3 separate regions of the Triticum aestivum genome follow, and regions 2 and 3 are each linked to region 1. A link is a contact called in public Hi-C data. All regions are on one chromosome and are shown on one strand. Each heading gives the region's core, a stretch centred on a gene start, on an enhancer-like site or on the middle of the called end of the contact. The rest is flanking DNA. Distances are from core to core; before and after follow the strand shown. Region 1 holds the start of LOC123099373 (thymocyte nuclear protein 1). Region 2 holds the start of LOC123099377 (probable galacturonosyltransferase-like 1). Region 3 holds the start of LOC123099368.

Region 1 (4,570 bases), core at 920-3,419:
TTATGAGTGTTTTCAAGCTGCCCCTCGGCCTATGTGATGAACTGAACCAATTAATTAGGAATTATTATTGGGGTTCCGAGAAGGGCAAATGAAAGACACATTGGAAGGCATGGGATCACCTCCTAAAACCAAAAAGTTTAGGGGGAATTGGCTTCCGGGACCCCAGGCTCTTTAACCAAGCCCTACTTGCTCGCCAGGCATGGGGTTGATTGCTTTTCCAGAAAGTTTGTGTGCTCGTGTTCTAAAAGCAAAATATTACCCAAATGGAAATCTTCAAGACACTGTGTTTACTGGAAATCTGTCATCCACTTGGCAAGGTATCGAATATGGTCTTCAACTGCTGAAGAAGGGCCTAATTTGGCGGGTGGGCAATGGAACAAAAATTAAAATATGGAGAGATAATTGGATTCCTCGATCAGATTTCCATAAGGTTGTGTCCAGGAAAGGTAGATGTCGTCTGCGCTGGTTTCGGAGTTGATGGATATACATGGGTCTTGGGATCACGACTTGGTGCATCAATTCTTGCCGCTGGACGCTCACGAAATTCTGAAGGTTCGGCCTTGTACTAGGAGTTCGGATGATGTGCTTTCTTGGGCTGGGGAGAAAAATGGTAACTTTTCAGTGAAGAGTGCTTATCGCATTGCTTTTGATGAAAGAACCCGAAACGATCAGGAATCCTCTAGTTCAACGCCAAATGGTGAACACTCATGCTGGAAGCTAGTCTGGGGTGGCCTTGCACCACCGAAAGTGAAGGTTTTTATTTGGCGTTTGGCCACAAACTCACTACCAACACAGTCGTTGAAGAAACACAGACATTTAGAGATTTATGACACTTGCCCGGTATGTGACAGGGAGATGGAGGATTCTTTCCATGCCCTGTGTAGATGCCCCATGGCCGTGTCTCTCTGGCGAGCAATGGACAAGTGTTGGTCAATCCCGGATGTTGGAAAGGTAATGAATACCGGGCATGGACATTCCATTTGGTAAGTGAGCTCAATGAAGTGCAAAAGATGCAGCTCTTTATGCTACTTTGGCGCATTTGGTATGTAAGAAACGAAGTGGTACACTCTAAACCTGCGCCACCACTGGACGTATCTACGAGGTTCTTGTGCAGCTATGTTTCTTCCATCATGAATCTGAATATAAAATCTGAGCATGAGTTGATCAAAGGCAAGTTTCTACTTGAACCTGAACAGATACTGCAGCAAGTGTTGGATGCCATAGAACCTACTGAACTGAAGTGGGAACCGCCGATGCAAGGTTCTGTTAAACTGAACACCGACGGATCTTTTCTTGCATCTGATGGTTCTTCGTCCACGAGTATGATTCCTCGAGATACTATAGGCAATACAGTGCTCGCTGCATGCCGCCACCTACTAACATGCACGGATGCATTAGAATCTGAACTTTGTGCACTGTCGGAAGGAATCACACTATCTATGCAATGGAGCAATCTACCTCTTCAAGTTGAAACTGATTGTTTGGAGGCCATTTATATGGTGACAAGTGAGAAGCAAGATAGATCAAGATTTGTTTTCTTGGTCCAAGAGATTAAACAGAAGCTTTTGGAGAGGAAGACCCATATTACTCATGTACGACGTAGTCAGAATAAGGTGAGCCATTTTTTTAGCAAATTTTGGTATATTACATAGTCGTACTGCCGTATGGCTAGGTGCAGGACCCCCAGGTGTTGCACAGTTATGCGCCTCTGATTGTATTAATCTTTGATGAGTAATATAAGTTTATTCCCGTAAAAAAAAGATAGCCTTGGTTTTTGTTAGATTTGCTTGTATTAGTGCCCTAGCTTTGGTACTGGAAGGTATCATGTGTACCATGCACAGAATGAATTCGAATCCACACAACCTTTTTGGTCAAACCCTTTTTTGAATTCAGTTTCATTTCTTTGGTGCACACTACTGTTGCCAAACCTCGTTTTTTCATAGGTGGACCAACTACAAAACCTCGTTGAGTGTTTTTTCTTTTGGAGAAAAACCTCGTTGAGTGCTTTTTTTTTTTTGTCCTCGTTTAGTGCTTGTTCGGCTTGGTTGTCCTATTGGGCTTTACCTCGGCCAATTTGGTGGCCCAGAGAAAGGTGGGCTTGTTGTGAGCCCAGCCCTGCACGGCCCGATCTAGACCGCCGTTTCGTTTTAGGCTTTGAGAGCAGGGGAAGCGGGAGCCGTCGCCATGGTAGGGATTCCCCGCGCATTCTCAATCCCTAGCGCCCAATTTCCCGCCAATATAAGATCCTTGCCTGCTCCGGCGATAGCCGCAGCCCTGAGACCTCACAGGATGCCGAGGAAAGCAGCTCGCGGCGCCACCGCCGCCAGCAAGAAAGCCGCGGCCGCCGTCAGCAAGAAATCCGCGGCCGCCGTCGGCAAGAAAGCCGGGCCCATCGCGACCAAGAAAGCCGCGCCGGCCGCTGGCAAGAAAGGAGCAGCGCCCGCCGCAAGCAAGTACTGGCTGCTGAAGACGGAGCCGGGGGAGTGGTCGTGGTCGGACCAGGCGGGCGCGCCGGGGGGCATCGGGCCGTGGGACGGCGTCCGCAACCACCAGGCCATGAACTACCTCCGCGCGATGCGCCGCGGCGACCGCTGCCTCTTCTACCACTCGGGCGCCGGCGCCGCGTCGCGCCGCGTGGTGGGCGTCGTCGAGGTCGCCAGGGAGTGGTACGAGGGCGGGGAGGTGGAGGCGACGGCCGGCGGCGCCGTGGACGTGCGGGCCGTCGGGGAGTTCCAGAGGCCCGTGGGGCTCGGGGAGATCAAGAAGGCGGCGGCGGCGGGGGAGGTGGAGGGGATGAAGGACTTCGCGCTGATCCGGCAGGCCCGGCTCTCGGTGATGCCCGTGCCGGTGGAGGTCTGGGACTGGGTTTGTGAGATGGGGGGTGGCTTTGTTCAGGATGGGGAGGTGGGAGAACATGAAGCAGAGGGTTGATATGCTCTGGACTCTGAAGGTAAACAAGCCCCTGCTGCAAACGCAAAAATGTTTCCTGGAGCAATCTGAGACTAATTTGTTTCTGCACTTCATATTTGTCACATCAAATTGTCTGCTAATCTTGTGAAATCGTTCTAGATGCAGGTGGCATAATGCTTTGGGAAGGATCATTCTGTGATGTCTTTTGGCCTACAAGAGATGGCATTTCTGAGGAGCATTTCAGTGACATTTTGTGTATCCTCTCTAGTGTTTGCCGTCTCTGCATCAAGCGTGACCAAGTGTGTATCCTCTAGCTAGTACTCCTAATTATAAGTTCAGTGGTCGATGTTGGCATGTTGCAAGGACGGTTGGGTCATATGATGTTGTCTGTGGCTGTATGGATATGCTGTTCATGGAGTTTTCGAGCAGTTGGTTTCATGCCGTGGATGGGATGCCATGACACTGAACGGCCTCATGGATGTCCTGTGTTAGTTACGTATGTGTTAAATGATGATCACACTATCTACCCAGGAAAACGAGTCTTTTGGAGCGAATTACAGCTGCGTGGCTTCTATGATTCATCATCTGTAGGATGCAGGCAAAAAACCTTCTGAGTTAGAACACGACACAAGTGTCTGATATAACAACTGGGCTTTCACCCCTTTTCCACTAATTGCTCAGCAGAAATATAACCAGTTCTTACATCACAGTACAGCAATACAAATATGAAGGCAAAGAGGTAAGCGGGTTAGGGCACTGGTAGGTAACCTGCTACGATATCTTCGCTGTCGAGAGATATCCTACGGGGCAAAAACCTACTACCACCATAGTTCATAACAAAACACCCAGTCACAACCAAGGAAATCAGCACCACAGTTAAACATGCATAGGACGTAGCATTCACAGCTGGAGTACCTCAAAAGACTAGAGGCAATCGCCACTCGCCAGCACAGATCAACAAGATATCGCACAATAGAATCAGGCGCCCACAATGTGCCCCTCACCATCACCTCCCGCGTTCTTCAGCTGCTCAGCAAGTGTAGATGCTATCCTCAACACCTGCTGCACTCCTTCTTGGAGCTTCATCTTGTTATCTTCTTTCAAGAGACCTGCCCAGTACAACAAAAAAGAACAAATAGTGAAGACAGCCTCCATAGGACTCCTGATCATATCATATATATGAGCACCGCGCCGCCGCTGAAGTACTGCAGCGTGAGGCTCCGGCCGGAGAAAAGTGGACAGCGGAGATCTGTAACCCCAACACGGCGGCACACGTGTGGATTGGCACATTCGCCATCGCCGGGGAGGCAATGCACGCCCTATGACGCCCCCGCTCCCCGTTTTCGGGAGTCGGGTGAAGCTCAACTTCCTTACCGCCGCCACCATCACGCCTCCCGTTAGGCTCGTCTCCAGGGCCGAGCAGAAGAAGCACCATACAGCCAAGGCGCATCTCGCGCCCGAGCGCGGCGACGTTGCCTTCGTGGCCTCACTCCTCGAGGAGGACCCACAGATCCTCGCCGAGAACCGATGGTTCTTCTTGTCCATGGAGAAAGAGCGCGACCGCCGCGAGATCGCCTGTTTCAACGCGAGCGTGAGGAGATGTTCGAGGATCCCGGTTAGCTCGCCGAGGAGGAGGAGGAGGAGGAGGAGGAGGAGGAGA
Region 2 (4,570 bases), core at 1,299-3,798, 220 kb after region 1:
ATGCTTATAGCAAAATGAGAGTTTTTTTTAATATTTATCATCCATACGGCTACCCACTTTATCCAGATTTGTTTCTTATTACTGCATGGAAGGTCATCTCCAATGTTGCAAAGATATGGGTCTTAAGCCAAAAGAAACACTTAAAACCTATTCTGAAACATTGTCAGAAGGGGTCTTTGAAAAAAAACTAACTAACACCGGGTTATGTACTAAAACCAAGCCATAAAGAATTAAAACGTATTTCTCTCTCCTCTCGCATGATTTGAGGGGTCAAAACTAGAAGAGGAAATGGTGGCATGTAGACTCCACCCTAAGGCTCCCAGTGGTATTAAGCATTGGAGGAATTCTAGTTTGCTATAGCATATTGAGTGAGACCCAGCTTATAACCTATTTAACAATTATATATTTGTGATGCCCATGCTTTGTACTTTATTCATCTGATTTGGATTATGACCTTTTGTAAAAGAATATGTGATGTATATGTTATACCATGTGTTTTTTTTGCGAATTATGTTATACCATGTGTTGCATATTGCTGTAGCAGGCATCAGCCGTTGAAAAGGTCGGATTGTCCTTTCTTTTCAAAATAAAATCAAAGTAGAAGTGGTTTATAGAGGTGGTTGACATTAGTTGCTACAAATGTCGAGGTGTCCTTTCATTCTAAAATAAAACCAAAGGAGTCAGGCGTGCATAATTGGTCTAGTTGACATTCATAAGTCATCATTTGTAAGATAAAATAAAACAAGTACTTTAGTAAATCTCGATTGATTATAAATATTTGCATTTTTCTGCCCATCCGGAATAAGGAGTTGTTTCAAATTAGTGCGTTCTTTTTATTGAGGGTACACCTTATTTATGATGCTCGGGATATTATTTTGCATGTCATGGCAAAAAAAATTATATGCCCATGCTTACGTCGTAGCATGACAACATTGTTTTTCCTTTCTCGCTTGGGTTTACTACTAGTACTGATAATAATTCTCAAGATCGCCGTTCACCCTCGGGCAGAGCTCTCCACCGCCGCCGCGCCTTGGGCAGACGCGAGCCTGGACATTGTACCGGAGGATTCGCTCGCACAGACAGATCTGGCATCGGGCAGCATGCTACCACGTGGCACGTACTACTTGACCAGGTCCCGCAGCCAGGCCACGACGTCGGTGCAGGGCGCCGGGTGGAAGGGCACGTAGGAGGGCTCCTCCTCCTCCTTGACCCCATCCATGTACGCGAGCATCTCCTCCTCCGCAGAGTGCTCTGCCTCCATCTCCTACTGACAACGTTGTCTAGCCTCCGCATCTGACTCTGAGCGGAAGGAACCGAGGATGGCCTGCAGATCCGCGTCCCCAGCGTCCCCCACATCCTCCTTCGGCTCCTCCTCCTCCAAGTCTTCCTCTGGATCCACTGCATCCAGAGGTAGCCCCGCAGTGACCCGGACTTCGCGCCTTGTCCAGATCTGCTTAAGGAGCTGCAGCCAGCGCTCCAGCATTAGACATGGATAGCTCCTTACCCGACGACGTGGGGGCATTCGATGCTAGTGGTGGCGGGCGGAGAGTGGAATGTGACGGCGGCGGACCAGGTGGTGGGGGGGAGGGAATATTGACGGGTTGAGTTTCAGTGTCGGCGGTCGGCTTAAATAGCCGGGGTAGGCACTACGCGACCCGCTGGAACGTCAACATTGGTCCGACAAAGGAAACAAGCTTCGGACCGCCGGGTTTAAGACTGTTTTCCTGTGGGACCCCATCATCAGTCCGACGTGAGGGACACGCCCGGACGCCCTCATATACGCCCCATATTTGAGCTGGATATGAGGGGCGCCCGTCAGTTCGGACGTTTGAGTCCCGTTTAAAAAGCCTATATGGATCGCATTTTTCATGACCGGTTAGTGACTGGGCCGTCCGTCCGGACGTTTAAGACGGAATTGGGGCGCCCAACTGTAGATGCTTTATGAACGAAAACTATCACCGCTCCCACAAACACAGTTCACAGTGGTAAGCATTTGATATCCACGTACACTGAAACACATGATTTCAAATGCTCATTACAAGTAAAATGGAAGATGCAGAGTGAGGCGTTTTGGCTCGCAGGCTCATCTGCACCCATGCTGAATAAAAAATTCAAAACAAATAGTAGAAAATTTCAAAAAATTCCTTTTTTTTGCCATGACAGATAATTGGTGGGTGATGTCCGCTCCAAATTTTAAATTGTTTGGACATTGAGTAACTTTAGAAAAAAAACAAATTTAAGCTCAGAATTGGATATTCGGGAAGATGCATCACATTTGCACTCATGTACAAATATATCGATTTTGCTGCCCAATGCCATACTATAGACCATAGTCGAACACGTAGACACGTTTGACCTACCGGCATTTTCACCCGGTTTTCTTTACCAAGTTACGCGCGTGTTACACATGATTTCAAACACGCTTTCCTTCGCTCCTACCTCTCCAAGCCTTTGACCCAAATTTGACGCCTCCCCTTTCCCGCACGCCGCACGCGGCCACGCGCCCGTATAAAAACACGGTCGGCCGCGCGCTCATGCTCATGCTCTCATGCCCGCACACAAACAACGCGCCACCGCACGCACCACCTTCTAAACCAAGCAGTAGCCAAGCATGTCGCGCCTCCTCGTCTTGCTCTTCCTCTGCGCCGCCGGCGCGGCGGCCGCGGCCGCGCCCCTGCCCAGGTTCAGGGAGGCGCCGCACTTCACCAACTCGGCCTCCGCGCGCTGCCCGGCGCCGCTCCCGCCCGCGTCCGGCAAGGACGACGGCGCCTGCTCGCCGCGCGCGGCCGTGCACGTGGCGATGACGCTGGACGCGTCCTACCTGCGGGGCACCATGGCCGCGGTGCTCTCCGTCCTGCGCCACGCCTCCTGCCCGGAGTCCGTCCACTTCCACTTCCTCACCGCCGCCGGGTCGCCCTCCCGGACGGCGGAGCTGGTGGCCGCCGTGCGCGCGTCGTTCCCGTCGCTGGCGTTCCGGGCGTACCCGTTCGACGAGTCGCGGGTGGCGGGCCGCATCTCGGCGTCCGTCCGCGGCGCGCTCGACCGGCCGCTCAACTACGCGCGCTCCTACCTGGCCACCACGCTGCCGCCCTGCGTGCGCCGCGTCGTGTACCTGGACTCGGACGTCGTGCTCACCGACGACGTCGCCGCGCTCGCCGCCACGCCGCTCCCGGGGAACGCGGCGGTGGCGGCGCCCGAGTACTGCGGCGCCAACTTCACCGCCTACTTCACGCCGGGGTTCTGGGCCAGCCCGGCACTCTCCCGGACCTTCCGCGGGCGCCGCGCGTGCTACTTCAACACGGGCGTCATGGTGCTCGACCTGCCGCGGTGGCGGGCGGCGGGGTACACGGCGCAGATCGAGGGGTGGATGGAGCTGCAGCGGCGGGTGCGCATCTACGAGCTCGGCTCCCTGCCGCCCTTCCTCCTGGTGTTCGCCGGCCGCATCGCCGCCGTCGACCACCGCTGGAACCAGCACGGCCTCGGCGGCGACAACTACCGCGGGCTATGCCGCGGCCTCCACGCCGGCCCCGTCAGCCTCCTGCACTGGAGCGGCAAGGGCAAGCCGTGGGACCGGCTCGACGCCGGCCGGCCCTGCCCGCTCGACGCCGTCTGGGCCAAGTACGACCTGCTCCGCCCGGACACCGGGATCGACGCCGTCTTGTGATGACTGACGGTCGCCTTCGATCCACTCTCTTTTTTGATCGGTCTGGTTTAATTAGGAGATCTTTCTTTTGTTGATTGTTGTTGTCAGCTTTAATTAATTAGAGTGTTTGTGCAAGCTGCAAGTGTACATAGTGTTTGGACGAACATTTAACAGAAATGGACTAGTTAATTACTCTATTTTCTCTTCTCTTAATTAATAATAAAGCAAAGTAGAGTGGTACTCAAAACTCCGGAACAGTTGGACTGTGATCAAAATCGCACAGACAATTCAGAAAAATCTAGCCAGTAGTATAATCGGGTCGAAGACCGGAAATGCCATGACAAGGCAAAAGTTTCTATTTTTTTAAAAACAAACATGATCTAGTGTTATACTCGTATAAAATTAAAATTAAATAGTTTCACGAAAGAATGACTTCGGTCGACTTAGTTCAGGGTAAGAAAACAAAACTACGAGTAAAAATAAAAAAAACGTGAATAGCAGCGAAAATCCAACTCGGCGTCCGGGCTCATCTGCTCCTGAGCTACAGTAGAAAATTCAAAAAAATCTGATTCTTTTTGTATGGAAGATGTTCGCGTGTGTGATATCTGTGCAAAATTTCATCCCATTTGGATATCTGAGAAGCTCGTGGCAAAAAAGAGAAAATCGGTCCAAAAATTGCGTGAACAATAACCTTACTCACACATCCGAAATTTGTCTTTTTTGTCGCGCTCTTCTCTAATGTCCAAACTCCACCAATTTTTGCACGAACATCACGCACATGAGCATTTTGCTTTCAAACGAATTTTTGATTTTGCCCGGGCTCATCTGAGACCGGGAGCAGAAACGCCGCTCTTGAATAGTAGTAACTTTTTGTATAGTGTGTTCATGTTGCTTTTGTCTTTTTTCGCCAGAATACCATGAAAACCA
Region 3 (4,570 bases), core at 1,211-3,710, 170 kb before region 1:
AACATGCAGCACCCTGGGATGCAAAACTCTCCCCAGAAGCGCCCAAGATGGCGCTCCTGTATCTTCATCCTGGTCATCGACCACTAGCTTTGCGCTCTCCTTGTCCGACAGCCTCATCTGTTCCATCTGTTCCTCCATCGACTCCCTGTCCTTCGTCCTTGATCCCGAGCTCGCCATGACCGCCAACCCAACCCAAAAACCCTAACCCGTCGCTGTCCTCGCGCTCCAAGGATGGGCAGGGACGCAAGGCCCCACCTTAATCACCCCGAGAGCAGCAGAGAGAGTAGTCAACGATCAGGGCCTCCTTGGGAGATTGCGGTTGAGAGAGAAGAAACTCTTGCACCGCAGTAGATCGGAATCGCCCGCGCGCTGCCGAGAGCCACTCGAAACCCTAGGAGAATGGTTCGGGGCAACACCTATGCAATGTTCTAGGAGACTCAAGACTTTGAACCTTTTTCATGTTCCCAATACCTCGGATATGATCTTTTAGCACCGGACGCGCCCTTTTTCATAACTTATGTGGTGATTTTTTTTAATTTGGAAATACCCCATGTGTGGGAGTACTCCGATATGTTTGCAAGAATACATGCCAAAGCTCTCATACACGAGGAGAACATGTAGAGCAATACACGGTGAACAAAAGGACACACACACACACACACACATCCTAATAGACTAAGAACCACGTGTGTAGATGAAGTGTTGCAAGTGTCCGCCGCTAAAGAAACAAGTAAAGAATGTGGATCATCGAGTAGGTCAAGCCCCTAGTGTAGGAGAAGTCCGCTACCATGGCATGGTTGAGCTTAATGTTGTTAGCTCCACCGAGGAAAAAGGGGAGCTTTTGCTTTGGGAATAGCGATGGTCCAACAATGGGAGCAGACACACGCCATGCTCGATCACGAAGCTATAGAGCAAGTGATAACAATCACACATAGTTTACTTTTAGTTAATCAGGTGGAAGCATTCAAACGAGTTGTTGTCCGACTTTATCACTAATGGTAGGAAGATGTGGATCGACACCATGCCGGAGATGGTGCCCTGGAGTAAAACATGGAATGAAGCATAAAACGGCGGCCGCTACGTCAAAATGGACTCGAATGCTAGTGGAGCAGCCCACAAACATTTGCAAACCCAAACAAAGGATTAAGATGCTATTTGGATTTTAGGAATATGAAAACACATAAATGGGGAAGACGCATGATTTAAATGTCACGTATCGTGGAACCCCGCAAGAGTTCTGCAGCAACCTCCTTTGGATGGTGCACTAAAGAAATAAGACGAGATATAAACTCATGTTAAGATTCCTATAGAATAAGGGGCATAGGAATGAATTTCATAGCAATTTGATAATCCAAACCCATGATCCAAAGGGTTTTCATAGAAAGGATTTCCTAGAGTTGTAATCATTCAGATGAAAGTTGTATACAATTCAAAGAGACCTCCTAAGTGAGTATTAAAAATCTTCTATTAGGTTTCTCTCAAATATGCAATTACTCCCTCCGTTCTTTTATGTAAGGTGTATTATTTTCGACACGGTGACCAAGGTACATAATTATAGACATGTTAGGACGAAGTTACCCTTGGCCAATTTATTGGTTAGTGGCAAGTAAATCAGTTAATATAGGAAAGTAAGAGATACATGCAATCGACAGAGAGATAGTTTCCTTCTTTTACTACAAGGAGAGATACGGATAATCAGGAGAGAGATACTTTCTTTATTTCTAGAGGGCTAACAAGGGAATTATGAGGAATTAGAAGAAATGCACCTTACATTCTGGAATTTTATCTAAAAACAAATACACCTTATATATAGGAACGGAGGGAGTATGAGGTAATCTACACTGATCCAACACACTTCACAAATTATGTAGTACTAGTATTCAACCCAAACACGAGCCAAAGTTGCACCATGTAGTATTTGGTTAGAGTGGTTGATGTTGAGAAGGACTAGAACCAAAAAGATATTGACATTAGCGTCAAGAACTTAACAACAATACAACATTGACGTGTAGCACGGCTCGTCACTTTTACAAAAAGCCAGTTGGCCTGCCTCCGAGACTTCCCAACAGTATGTTATGTATGTTATTATTGAAATGCCACTACATTACAAAAGAAATGTCATTATCTTTCGTTCTTCCATCTATCCCAAAACCGGCTTGGACCCTACAAAACGCCGGGTCACATGCGCCGCGAGCCGCGAGTAAAATAGCCATTGCTGGCGCTCTCCGAGCTAAAGGTCGGCCCGCCCGTGAGCCCATGACACGCATCACAACCCTTGATTTGTCTCGGCCCTCTGGCGGCTCCCAAGCCTACATTTTCTACGGACTACAGGTAGCACGCATGGAAGTCGTGGTCTGCGTCCTGACCCCTGCGCTGTAACCTAGCGCCGAGGTCGTGATAACCGGTAGCATTGTCACGCAAACTGCGACGAGATCAAGATCAGATAGCCAACCTCGCTGCAGGCAGAGTGCGAGGTCGATCAAATCTGCATGCAGCGGCATCTGCAACCGTATTGCCGGTACACGGTTAGCCGCCGGCGGATTTGCGTGCGTGCGCATGCAGTTCTGTTTTGGGCTCCACGATCCTATCTCCCACATGCCACAAAGGCGAAACCGAACGCGGAAAAGGACGCGCCGGCCACCACCCGTCCTGAGCTCCTGATCGAGACCCCCGGCCGTCACATCCGTCGGCCGATCAAACCTTGCCGAACTAACCCTGTTTGCGCCGCTATAAAACCTCCAGGAAACCCGCCACGTTCCTCGCCGGCCTGTGTAGTACAGCTACAGCTAGCACCGCGTCGTACCCGCATACCACCGAACCAAGAACCAGACCTCTCGACCCCACCGCGAGCATGCGCTTCGCGTGCACGGCGGCACCACTCTGCTACCACCTCCGCTCTTCTTCTTCCTCCTCTCGGACCACGCCGTCTCTTCGTCTTCTTCATCTCGGATTCTACGAGCTAGCTAGCGTGATTCACTGATCTCTAGCTGGAGATGGGTATAGGCAAGGAGCCCGGAGCTGTCGCGGCGTGCGGGGCGGTGGCGTTCTCCTGGGAGCAGGAGCCGGGGGTGTCCAAGGAGAGCCCGGCGGCCGAGACGACGAAGCTGCCCTCCGGCGGAAGGAGTACTACGCCGGAGAGCACCAAGAAGGCGGAGGCACGGACGCACCAGCTGCGCGTGCCGCCTCCGCCGGGAGGTCCCGGAGCGCCGTCCCTGTCGCCGCCGGTGAAGGCGGCGAGGAGCAGGTCCAGCCGACGGGGCGTCCGGCCGGAGGAGGACCCGTTCCTCGCGGCCTACGTCGCCTGCACGGCCAGCGGCAGGAAGACCGGCAGGGGGCACACCGAGGCCCAGAAGATGCTCGGGTGGGCCGGGCTTAGGTTCGCTCTTGGGCTCGGCCTCTCTTGCAAGACCTCTTGTGGTGTTGCAGAGGAGAGCGTCGTCAGGCTGACCAAAAACCCCTGAAATGGATGATCATCAGATTGACCATTTCCGGTGTTTTTTGTATTATACGATTTTCTTTGCCATTTTGTACTACTGCTGATGTCCCGTGGTGCAGATCATATTCGTTACTGGGTGAGAAGTAGTGCCAAACAAATCAGAATCCTGGACTCTGGAGTTTTAAATTCACTCACATGTTTTTTAGAGTGGTATTAGGGCCTTAATTTTTAGCTAAAAGGCGAGGACCCATGAACATGTGACCAACTTCTGAACTTTGGTGACAAAACTTGTCTACGAATGCCACAGATTATACCGAGATACACACACACATAGTTGTGTAAATATGGACATCAGATTTCAGTCTTGTTGGATAGAGTTATGTACTAGTACTATCAATCTTAACACCCAGCCAAGAGGTGGCTTTTTGACGGTACACCATACGTTAAATTTTGAAGAAAATGAAGTTTGGTTGTATGAGCAATGGATGTATTATTTGTAGGAACAATTTCAATTTTTGGAAATTACATGAACATTTCATTTGATGTACTTGAATGAATGCCTTATCTAACTCATATGAACGTTTTCTATATACGACAGGGCACTTTTTTTAAAGTAGAATTTACATTAACATTTTTCAAAACATACAGAAGTCTTTATCCATTTTATGGTTTTACTAAATAAAACGACTATTTTTCATCAGCTTCAAGAAAAATGCACTAGAATTTGAGACCGGCGTCCTAGAATATCATATTAAAGCTACAAAAATAACTAGAACGGAAATATGTTTATGAAGTTAGAAGTTACGTAAGTATTTTTAACCATAGATGAAAATATTTTTCCATTCATGATTTTGAAAGGCAAATTCTAATATTTTTCTTTCTTATTTGGCTCACCGGCATCCATACCTTACCGCATCTACAAAAGGAATTACTCCCTCCTTTCACAGATATAAGATGTTCAATCTTTTTTCTGGTTCGGTTGTGTGTTTGGTCACTCATTTCTTCCTGTATGTAGTTTATATTAAAATAATTAAAACATCTTATATTTATGAGTGGAGGGAGTATAATGCAGCAATTGGATCGTTAACTTGTAGACGTTGAAGCATGAAAAGATTAGAAAACACACTAAACTAC

The links. A called contact is a pair of places that touch in the nucleus more often than the background predicts.
Region 2: a contact with region 1 is called in a Hi-C map of leaf, with 6 times the contacts expected there. The contact joins the promoter of LOC123099377 here to the promoter of LOC123099373 in region 1. A contact is called at or near these places in 2 of 5 Hi-C or Micro-C datasets (both in leaf).
Region 3: a Hi-C map of leaf shows a contact between it and region 1, with 2.1 times the contacts expected there. The contact joins the promoter of LOC123099368 here to the promoter of LOC123099373 in region 1. A contact is called at or near these places in 2 of 5 Hi-C or Micro-C datasets (both in leaf).

Annotation. Positions count from the first base shown.
Region 1 is chr4D:9,097,242-9,101,811 of IWGSC CS RefSeq v2.1, forward strand. It overlaps LOC123099373 (thymocyte nuclear protein 1), which reads left to right and starts at 2,170. Exons shown (of 2, transcript XM_044521543.1): 1 at 2,170-2,950; 2 at 3,070-3,385. The coding sequence starts at 2,185. The coding sequence ends at 2,931.
Region 2 is chr4D:9,317,316-9,321,885 of IWGSC CS RefSeq v2.1, forward strand. It overlaps LOC123099377 (probable galacturonosyltransferase-like 1), which reads left to right and starts at 2,549. Exons shown (of 1, transcript XM_044521548.1): 1 at 2,549-3,840. The coding sequence starts at 2,612. The coding sequence ends at 3,664.
Region 3 is chr4D:8,928,358-8,932,927 of IWGSC CS RefSeq v2.1, forward strand. LOC123099368 reads left to right here and starts at 2,461. Exons shown (of 1, transcript XM_044521539.1): 1 at 2,461-3,594. The coding sequence starts at 2,994. The coding sequence ends at 3,461.